Regions from separate parts of the Zea mays genome. Here region 2 is linked to region 1. Evidence: chromatin contacts called from public Hi-C data. All regions are on one chromosome and are shown on one strand. Each heading gives the region's core, a stretch centred on a gene start, on an enhancer-like site or on the middle of the called end of the contact. The rest is flanking DNA. Distances are from core to core; before and after follow the strand shown.

Evidence for each region. Hi-C and Micro-C count contacts between places; a contact is called where the count stands out from the background.
Region 2: a Hi-C map of tassel shows a contact between it and region 1, with 2.4 times the contacts expected there. The contact joins the promoter of LOC100274227 here to the promoter of LOC100283706 in region 1. A contact is called at or near these places in 2 of 25 Hi-C or Micro-C datasets (ear and tassel).

Annotation. Positions count from the first base shown.
Region 1 is chr9:142,892,266-142,897,592 of Zm-B73-REFERENCE-NAM-5.0, forward strand. It overlaps LOC100283706 (glycosyltransferase 5), which reads left to right and starts at 2,770. Exons shown (of 1, transcript NM_001156605.2): 1 at 2,770-4,434. The coding sequence starts at 2,885. The coding sequence ends at 4,231. It overlaps LOC103639247, which reads left to right. Exons shown (of 2, transcript XM_020544310.3): 2 at 1-245.
Region 2 is chr9:143,156,794-143,162,246 of Zm-B73-REFERENCE-NAM-5.0, forward strand. It overlaps LOC100274227 (40S ribosomal protein S7), which reads right to left and starts at 2,977. Exons shown (of 6, transcript NM_001148598.1): 1 at 2,929-2,977; 2 at 2,710-2,809; 3 at 2,503-2,576; 4 at 2,297-2,420; 5 at 677-859; 6 at 46-459. The coding sequence starts at 2,784. The coding sequence ends at 337.

The DNA.
Region 1 (5,327 bases), core at 1,520-4,019:
TTTGTCCCAGTCGTGGAAGCTGTCGCTGTAATGGATGCCGTATGAGGTTTTTTCTTTTAGTGATTGGCCTGTTTTTAGATCTGTTAGGTTAGTTTTATCAGTGATGCTTTACGTGAAGCTTTATGGTGTGTACTAGCTGCGATCTGGCGGCTGATTTCAGAACTTTGTTAGTTGAACTTTGTCAGGTCATAGATATTAAGCTGGTGATTTGAAGTCTCAGTTCTTAGTGGAGGGTCTGTTTTTTTTTTGATGGTCATGGGTGTCATGTGTGGAGCTTCCCTGGTTAACTGGTTATCCCAGTTCAACGCTGTGGGGTGTGCTCTATGTAGCTACCTCTGTTATTGCTTTCTTAAAAGCTGAGTAAAATCTCCTTAAAAAAATATGATTATCATGAGAAAAACATAAATAAGAAGGCACTTACGAACATCGCCATCAACAACCAATCTAATAGATATGTAATTTTTATTATGTATTTAGATATATAATTTTTATTATACATTTAGGTATGCATAATTTTTATTATGCATTTAGATATAAACATATGACGAATGAATCAGTGGCTAGACATTGACTCTAATAGGTTAAACATCCAATCCACACATGACTTCACTTGTTCAAATACACGTAGCTCAGCGAAACTAGTCCATGGTGATGTCACGTGCTGGGACGTACTTACAATTTGTGCCGCTCACTCACTTAGGGTGTTTATGATATATTTGGTTTAAGGAATCACTACATCCAAATTTAGGTGGTGCATCATGAGTTCATTCCTCAAATTTGGTGGGATGACCTCATTCCTCATATTAGTACTAACTAACTAACTATGAGGAATGAGGTGGTGATGGATCAACTCATTCCATTCCACAAACCAAACAAAAATAGTGAGGAGTGAGAAGATGATGGATTAGCTCATTCCTCAAACCAAACACCCTATAAGTTTTTAGGACTAATTTTTAGTTTCTATATTTTATTTCATTTTTTATCTTTTATATTTAACAATTTATGGATAAAAATAAAATAAAATGGATGAACTAAAAATTACACATACATAGAAAACAAACACCCCTTTAAGCAAATCGAAAACGCATAAACGAACGCGCCATAAGGCTATCCGCAGTCGTCGGACTGTAAAGCCTTTAGAGTCATCGCGACGCTGCAGCGGACGACTGCAAACCCGACTGCACTGTCACCGAGGCAGCCTCCTACCTCAAATATGGCGTGGACTGCACTCTGTCAACGACTGCATACCGGACGCCGGAGTGCTCCACGCATGCACAGATGAGCAAGTGAAGTGCGTACAGCGAAACAAGTGAAGTGGAAAAAATAATATAATATATGGTATTTAGTATAGAGTTAAAATATAGAGTAAATATGATCGCAGATGATTGTGGTATAGAGTAGATAGTTTTGCTGACGAGGATAGAATATTCTTTTTAGAGTACGAATTTAGAGTAGTGTGAGTGCGGATAGCCTAAGGACTGTAGCAACTCCAATTTGCCGACACACGCAGCCCCTATTGCTGGCGAGTACTAAAATCATGACGGTCCGTTAATTGCTCGCCGTCGCCCTCGCCGTTAATCAAATCGACGAGGCAGTAAACGAAAGATCCACGACCGACACGCCCAGATCAATAATATGTATGTACTTACTAGATGGAACACGCACTCTGCTCCCAGATGACAAGTGGGACTAAGGATGGTATGGTGACCCACACGTCGGCGGGAACGGGTGGAGAGGAAGTTTATCGTGGGTGAGGGTGGGGTCAGAAGGATGGGGACGCGGATAGATTTGTCATCTAGTACGTTGGAAAAAGTCACCGCGTCATGTGCATGTGCAGGCTGCAATCTCCCACCCTCACCCTGGCCTGTCTACAACTGGCAGTGCATCCGGCGGGCGCGGGCGGGTCACCGTCACAGCAAATCCTTTTCCAAGCAATACCACGTTCATCTTTTACCTTTTGTAACGTACGCATGTTACTTTTGAGCTTTGACGAATTCCGTGGATCGGATTTGTCATGCTTCCATGGCTCATAAGTGCTCTCTTTTCTCATCGAATTTACACCTATATATACGAAATCTGTACACGGGAGCAGGAGGGCGGTCCAAATCAAATAAAAAAGGGTTCAAAAGTCAAAACCCGACACCCATCCATCAACCTGCAAGCTCGGCAAGTACTTCCCATGCCACCGTCATGAAGGAAATCAACCGATTAATAACCTGAGTAAATTAACCGACACCTGCACGCGGTCCGTACCCTAAACCCTCTCATCCGGGCCCACTCCCCATGGACCCACCTTATATGAAGCAAACCACAAGGTAAACAGAGATCAATTGCTTTAATTAACCAACCGTGTGTTGAGGCAGGCGACAGCGGGGATGAAAAAGTCATCCTAGAAGCATCGCATCTCGTGTCCGCGTCGTTCTGCGCTCCGCCTCATTCTTTCTACCTTCGTCTCTCTCTGTGACCACCTCCACCCCTCCTCTTCTTCTTCCTCCCCTTCTCCCCCGATCTGCGGCGGGGTTGATTCGATTTCGATCCCCTTCTCCATCCGTCGCCCACCTCCCCGCCCAGGCAGCCAACGCAATCCGCTCCCCGAGGCGCCTCCCTGACCCTGACTCCCCTGCCCCCACAACGTGCGTGCTCACTCGCGGTCGGGCGGGCGGGGCCGGCACACTCACCGTCACCACACTTATTAATTCCTCTTCCGCGTCCGCGCTTCAAAAACCTCCTCCGGCTCGTCCCCCTCTAACCAGTCCCCAGTCCCGCGGCGGCCGCATTGCCCGCCGCCGCACCGTGTCCGGCTAGGACTAGGACCCCTGTTTGGGCTCTTGCGTTTCGATTCCTGGGTCGTCTGCAAGGAGTGTGGCCGACGGAGGGGGCCAAAATGTGGGCGGAGAGGGTGGTCGGCGAGCGCCGGATGCGGCAGATCCAGCGCTTCGCGCGGAACGCCAAGCTCACCGTCGTCTGCCTCCTCCTCACCGTAGTTGTGCTCCGCGGCACCGTCGGCGCCGGCCGCTTCGGCACGCCGCAGCAGGACCTCATCGAGCTCCGCCAGCACTTCGTCTCCCACCCGCACCGGGCGCTCGCGGAGCACCACGACGCCAGGTCCAGGGCCTCCACCACCACCACGTCGTCCTCGTCCTCGTCTTCCTCCGGCCGCCGCGACGAGCCCGACCCACCGCCGAGGTCGCTCAGGGACCCGCCCTACACGCTGGGGCCCAAGATCTCCGACTGGGACGAGCAGCGCGCCGCCTGGCACCGCCGCCACCCGGAGACGCCGCCTTTCCTCAACGACATCAAGCCACGGGTGCTGCTCGTCACGGGGTCCTCGCCCAAGCCCTGCGAGAACCCCGTCGGGGACCACTACCTCCTCAAGTCCATCAAGAACAAGATGGACTACTGCCGCGTCCACGGCATCGAGGTCTTCTACAACATGGCGCTGCTCGACGCCGAGATGGCCGGCTTCTGGGCCAAACTCCCGCTCATGCGGGCGCTGCTCCTCGCGCACCCGGAGGTCGAGTTCCTCTGGTGGATGGACTCTGACGCCATGTTCACCGACATGGCGTTCGAGCTCCCGTGGGAGCGCTACGGGCCATACAACCTGATCATGCACGGCTGGGACGAGATGGTCTACGACGACAAGAACTGGATTGGGCTCAACACCGGCAGCTTCTTGCTGCGCAACTGCCAGTGGTCGCTTGATATGCTGGATACCTGGGCGCCAATGGGGCCAAAGGGCCCTGTCCGCATCGAGGCCGGCAAGGTGCTGACCAAGTCCTTGAAGGATCGGCCAGTATTCGAGGCCGATGATCAGTCGGCCATGGTGTACATCCTCGCGACACAGCGCGAGAAATGGGGTGATAAGGTTTACCTTGAGAATGGGTACTACCTCCACGGCTACTGGGGGATCTTGGTCGACAGGTATGAGGAGATGCTTGAGAACTACAAGCCAGGGCTAGGTGATCACCGGTGGCCGCTCGTCACACATTTTGTCGGGTGCAAGCCATGCGGCAAATTTGGAGACTACCCTGTCGAGCGATGCCTCAAGAACATGGACCGTGCATTCAATTTTGGGGATAACCAGATCTTGCAGATGTATGGGTTCACACACAAGTCACTAGCAAGCAGGAGAGTGAAGAGGATCAGGAACGAGACCAGCAACCCGCTTGAGACGAAGGATGAGCTTGGGCTGCTTCATCCAGCATTCAAGGCTGTGAAGACTTCCACATGATAATTAGAGTACAGTTCCACTTGTTTATTTTGTTGGCTCGTTCTAGATCCTGTTGGGTCTATAATCCAAAGTGTTCTTTTTTGTAGAATCGGGTGACGACAGAAGTTTGGGTTGGGGTCATGGGATGGATATCTTTGTTGTAATGTGAGGTGTTAGGAGAATTATGTTATGTTTATTTATTGGCATAAGTTATGTCTTACACGTACAAATGAGTTAATGGATGAACTCAAGTTATTGGTTCAATGATAGATTTCAATGGAGTTTCCTGTTTTTTTTATTATTGCCGGGATTTATGTTAGGCTGTCTCCACTCTCTAGTAGACTGTGTATACTTAGACTCTACTGTTTATACAATAGGAGGTGAGATATAAAGTGCTGGAGAAGGCCAAAGTGTGGTAATAGCCCTGTAGGTGTTCTTAAATCAAGCTTGGTGTGTATATATAATCGATCACCAAAACGCGCAAAAGGCTTGCTAGGATGAATTTTGTTACCATGACGGGCAAGCTTATGTTCTTTTAGAAGTACTGTTATGCTGACTTTTGTATTGCAAGCTTCCATTAACATCGTGACGAGTTTACCTTAACAGCACTTCTTACAGTGGAATGCAACTGCAACTGGTTGTAGTCAATGCAGTGACATGGTGCTGTTAGCTTGGCAGGGACTTCTTGATATTATTATCGTCGGAAGATTCGACAACAGTTCCTTGGTTTCAAAATCGATCGCTACTGTCGATGGAATCAGTGCCAGTGCTGATGCGGGGTTGTGCAAATAACTGGAGATAGATTTGTATGGTCTTTCCATTACCGGGGAATAGCTTGCCTATCAATGCATGCTGCCTTCTGTTGGATCCCAGCAGAATTTCGTAGGCATCTGTGAAGTGTGAACAGCATCGCCGCAGAAGTGCATATGGATCTGGAAACTATATGATTCTTCAGCAACCTGTGTCAGGAAAATTATAAAATTGATCCTACGAAATCAACGATTCGCCTATCTCCGTGCCGAGGTAATTACAGCTCGTACTCCAATCAGTCATCTTTTCTCCTCTTTTCTAGGTGGTCAACTTCCATAGATACTGGCGTACCACTGCCAAAGAATAG
Region 2 (5,453 bases), core at 1,727-4,226, 260 kb after region 1:
CAAGAAAAACCCAGGTTAGACGTTACAGGTGCGAGGCTTGTAGTTGCATATTGATTTGATTCTAGGTAGAATCAAACGAACAATGCAGTCTGGCATATCAAACACGTCCAGCAATTAAATAAAAACTCGCAACATGTTATCATGACAAAGGTAAATTTAAATGCTCAAAACTTAACATTGTTCAGGTCCGCTACCAATTCCCGAGTACCAAATTCCTAGGCAACAACTTTGGCATCAAAACTATGGTTTTTGAAGTACATACGGAGCAGTCTAGTTGAGACCCCAAAGAAACATCCAGATTCAACAAAATAAAATGGGGATATCCGGGCGTCATATTTATGCATTTTCGGCCATAGGGTACTCAAAGACCACATCTTTCCCACACAGCCTGCGGTAGACCGTAGTGTAGGTGTCCAGCTTGTATTCTGTGTTGTTCCTCTCCTTTGGGTCCAAGAAGATCTGAATAGCATCACAAGAAAAGGTTCAGTACCTTGTTGCAAGATGTTAGCCAAACCATAAACTGTATCAAAAAAATCTAGATAACAAAAGCCAAGGCTAAATTTTAAGTGTTTTTGTTCAAGTGACTACAACTGTCAGCAAAGATCCCATGTGACATCTTTCAGTTCCTCAATAAGACATGTAGGTTATCTGAAGAAAGCAAGATGAAAGCATCTACCTTGATGATCTTGGCACCATCCAGACGGTACCTGACACGCTTCCCCACAATCTCAGCTGGGAAGACAACATCCTCCAGGATGCCATCATGGACAGCAGTCAGAGTCCTGGTGCGAGGGCGCTGAACAGCTGAACCCTTCTTGGGCGGCCTCACGATCCTCCTTGTGGCAACAATTACCACATCCTGTGGCATGTAATATGCGTGATAAGTATTCTTGCGAACTTGACTAACGTTGCAAATCAAACAAGATAATCTAAAAGTTTCTAACATATGCTATGGTACAAGAATAACCACAATAACCAACAGTCTCATAAAAAGTGCATATTATGTCAAAACATATATCTATATGACAGACACCAAGCCAAGCACTAACGAAAGAAAGAGAAACATAGGTGCGAGAAAAATAAAAGGTGAAGTATGCAGGTCTAATATGAAAGAAAACTACAGAGCGGTAAAGCGGGGTCAGAAGCTTCTGCTTGTTTCGCCAACAAATAATTCAAACATTGGAATGGTTGAATGAACCAAAAGGATGCAATACAAATATCAACGACATTATTGATAATCGACAGTGACAACAGCTAGTTTGTTCATGTCAACCAATTTTATGCAAGGGTAATAGAATTACAATAGGATGGCAACTTCGGTGCTACATATCCTAATCCTGAAAATCAACATCATTATTATTAAAATGTCGCTTAAACGTCGTTTAAGCATTGTTTAAACAAAAAAATGTGGATAGAGTTTAGAACGTCCGGTCGTTTTAGCAAAAACATGAAGAACGTCTGTTTATCACGTTTAAACGTCGTTTTCTCGTTTTCATACGTTCTATGCGTGTTCAGGACGTTATGTGTGTTCACATACTCTCCTTTTGTGCTGTTGCTAGCGCAGCTGCCCGCCTCCATCCTCTCCTCCAGGTCCTGCTAGCACCACCGCCCGACTCCCTCCTCCAGCGCCGCCGCCCGACTCCTCTCCTCCAGGGTCGTCGCCACCCACCCGCATCCATCTCCAGCGTCGCCTGTCGCCCTTCCTCAGGTTCCAGCATCCACTGTTGCCTGCCGCCCTCCCTCCGGTTGCGTCCAGAGCCCACAGCCTCCCTCCTCTCCTCTCCTCTGCCCCCTCCTCCCTCTCCATCCTCCAACAATCCAGCACTGCCAGGCCAGTGAAGCGACGCCCTCCCTAGTTTTAGACTTTCAATCATCAAGAGTTCTAGGTTCAGTCTTCCAGTTCAAACAGTGACGCCCTCTCTAGTTTCAGACTTTCAGTCATCAAGAGTTAATGGTTACTGATCATAGATACAAGTTGTAACTTGTGTGGTTGAACTTGATCTGTTTCATTTTGTTTTGTGAACTTAAGTACTTAGCTTTTGTATGAACATATTCTATAATTGAAATTTTTTGAAATGTCTGAAAAGACGTTTCAGCATTCGTTTAAACGTTAAATGTTAAAAAGGTGGTTCGTAACGTTTTACCGCTTTAATAACCATGATCAACATAAGTTGCATACATGTATGTTATCTCAATGCAACTAAATCCATTACCCCGTTCAAGCTTATGCAGTTGCTACAATTAGCATATACACTTCGGACAGCAGCAGTAAAACCAAAAAAAACGAGAAATTCACCTTGCCGCTGAATTTCTTCTCCAGCTCCCTGACGATCCTGACATGGATCTTCCTGAAGGCCTTACGCAAGCGGTATGGGACGTGGATCACAACAGCCTTCCTGCTCCCGGCAACATCCAGCTGGCTGCAGAGTCACGACAAGCATCGTCACCGAATGTCACAGCCATACACCACAGGCTTCTACATCTCAAAGGGCGTAAGCTTACATAGCACCGTTGATGTAAAGGTCCTTGAGGTCGCTCTTGAGCTCCTGGTTACCGTTCTCCAGGTCGAAGAAAGCCTGCAGGTACAACAAAACCGGCCGAAAGCACATCACAACCCCGACACGTGGGCAACCCAACACAGCAGCAGCATTTCGAAGAATAAAAGCGCAATAACGGGAGGGGAGAGAAGGGGATTAGAGCTCGGCTCACCTGGGCGACGGAGTCCTCGAACTCGGAGGGCTCAAGGCCCTTATCCTTCTGGATCTTCTTCCTCGCGGTGTACATCTTGCCTTACCTTCGCCGCCGGATCCTGCAGCGGCGGAGGAAATTCGAAAAGGAGAGCACGGATCAGCAAACAGCGCAAAGGGAGATGGTAAGCAGAGAACGGGCGGCCAGGTCGACGATAGACTAGGGGGCAGGGATGGATACCTGAGCGGGAGGAGATGAGGCGAGAACGCGAAGTGGAGGCGCCGGCGGTTTAATTTGGTGGAGGCTTGGGTGTCTGCGCGAGTGGGAGCTCTTATACGCTTGGTTAAAACCCTAGCCCCGGATAGTGGGCCGACAAGGCTGGGTGGCCGAATATTTTCGAAGCCTACTTTGTGGCCCGACTTGAGAGGTGTGTTACGCTTGTGCATCTTAGGCCCATAGCATTCTGGCTCAATTGTATCACCGAAAGGCTTCGCTTCGTTCACGGCGGAGGTTTCAGGAAGTGATGAAGGGAAGAGGCGAGACGAGACGTGACGTGACGAAATATGTCGTCGAGTTACACACGTCTGTCGTCAGCTGCCGGTTTTTTCCCATACGAAGAGGAAAGAGCTGTCGCTTTTGCTCGGCGGTGGAGGACACATCTTCCTCGCCGCTTCTCGCTTTGATCCGGTCGCGCTCGCGCCCAACGCGCGACCTGGTGAACTAGGACACACCTCCCACGATTCCTTTCTTCTCCGTCTCCGCGTAGCAAAGAAGTTAACCTAGAATCAGAGCAAGAGATCGTACGCAGGAGGGAACACCGGAGCAGCGGCAGCAGCAGAGAGATCGCCGGTGCCGCTCGATCGCCTGTTTGTAGAGAGGAAGGAGACGATAGATGGACGAGATCAAGAACAAGGTGGGCACTTACTGGCTGGGGCAGAGGGCCAACAAGGAGATCTCCCGTCCGGAAAACCCTAAACCCTCCCGTCCCAAATAAGTAGCTTAGACCCTAAACCTAGACGACTATGAGGTCGTCAGGGGCGGCATCACCGTAGACGAGTTCTAGCTTTTGCTACCGACGCTGAGATGGTCCAGCTTCGTCTTGCTTGTGTCACGACCCTTGCCAGCGGTAGAGATCACCGCGACGTGAGACGCAAGACAAGCAGAGAAGAACAGAGATAAGTGGTTGGGTAGTTTCAACAGATTTGATTCCTTTCTGATTTTGCATGTCTGGCTCAAAGCACCGAGTACAATACTTACAGGCACACCAACAACTCCCTGGTCTATTATTTACGGCCCAAGATGGCACTAATACGGCTTAACAGCCCACAACTCCATTACAGACTCCATTAACAACGAAATAGAAATGCCTGGCTGGCTGACCTCGGTCCACCAGTCTTCGCGCCACTCCATCTCCCGCAGATCCATTTCAGTCCGCGTCTTCAGTCATGACATCTCCCCGGGCCTCAGATAACGCTTGTCCCCAAGCGTTTGCCTCTGGAAACCGTGCCCTGACCACTGCATAATCCTCCCATGTTGCAGCTTCCTTAGGTACCCCACTCCATTTCACCAGCACTTGAACAATAGCTCGATTGCCCTTTCTCACCATCCTTCGATCAAGGACCTGCTCTGGCTCTATACCCCCTTGAGACAAATCCACCGCAGGAGGTAGCTCTGAGAAAACTGGAGAATAACAGGGCAGAAATGGCTTCAGTTGTGACACATGAAAAACCGGATGTACTTGTGCATTCCCAGGTAATTCCAGCTTGTATGCCACCTCCCCAATCCTTGATATCACCTTGAAAGGACCAAAGTACTTAAATGCCAATTTAGGACAGGATCGGTTCACCACAGTCTTTTGTGCATAAGGTTGTAACTTCAGCAAAACCAGATCGCCCACTTGAAATTCCCTGGGAGTTCTGCCCTTGTCAGCATACTGCTTCATGCGAAGCTGAGCGCGTGCTAACTGCTCCTTTAACATGATTGAAAATGCATTCCTTTCAGCAAACCAGTCAGCTATCTCCCTATCTTCCATGCCCAGCGTTTTTGGTGCAACAAGCAATGGTGCTTCATAGCCATACAACACTTTGAAGGGTGTACATCCCAACACCGAATGATGTGTAGTATTATACCAGTACTCAGCTAAAGCGAGCCAGCTCTTCCACTTGTTAGGTTGGTCATGTACAGCACACCTGAGATACATTTCCAAGCACTGATTCACTCGCTCACTCTGACCATCAGTTTGAGGGTGATATGCAGTGGACATCAGCAACTTCACTCCCATAAGTTGGAATAGATTTTTCCAAAAGGCACTGGTGAAAACCTTGTCTCTGTCAGACACTATAGATCTTGGAACCCCATGCAACTTCACCACATTCTCGAGAAATACTTGAGCAACTCCTTTAGCAGTAAAGGGGTGCTTTAGAGGAAGGAAATGACTGTATTTCGAGAATCTATCCACCACTACCAGAATGGTATCAAACCCCTCAGACTTTGGTAACCCTTCTATGAAATCCATAGTCACCTCTTCCCAAATACCTTGCGGAACTGGTAAAGGCTGTAGCAGCCCTGCGGGGTGCACCCTCTCAGCCTTGGCCTTTTGACAGATTGCACATTGCTGCACATACTGTGTCACATCATTTTTTAAACCCTTCCACCAGAACACCTTCTTTACCCTCTGATACGTTGCTTGAATTCCAGAGTGCCCTCCAACTGCACTATCATGCAGTGCTGCAATTAGTTTAGTGCGCAGAGCTGAGTTGCACCCA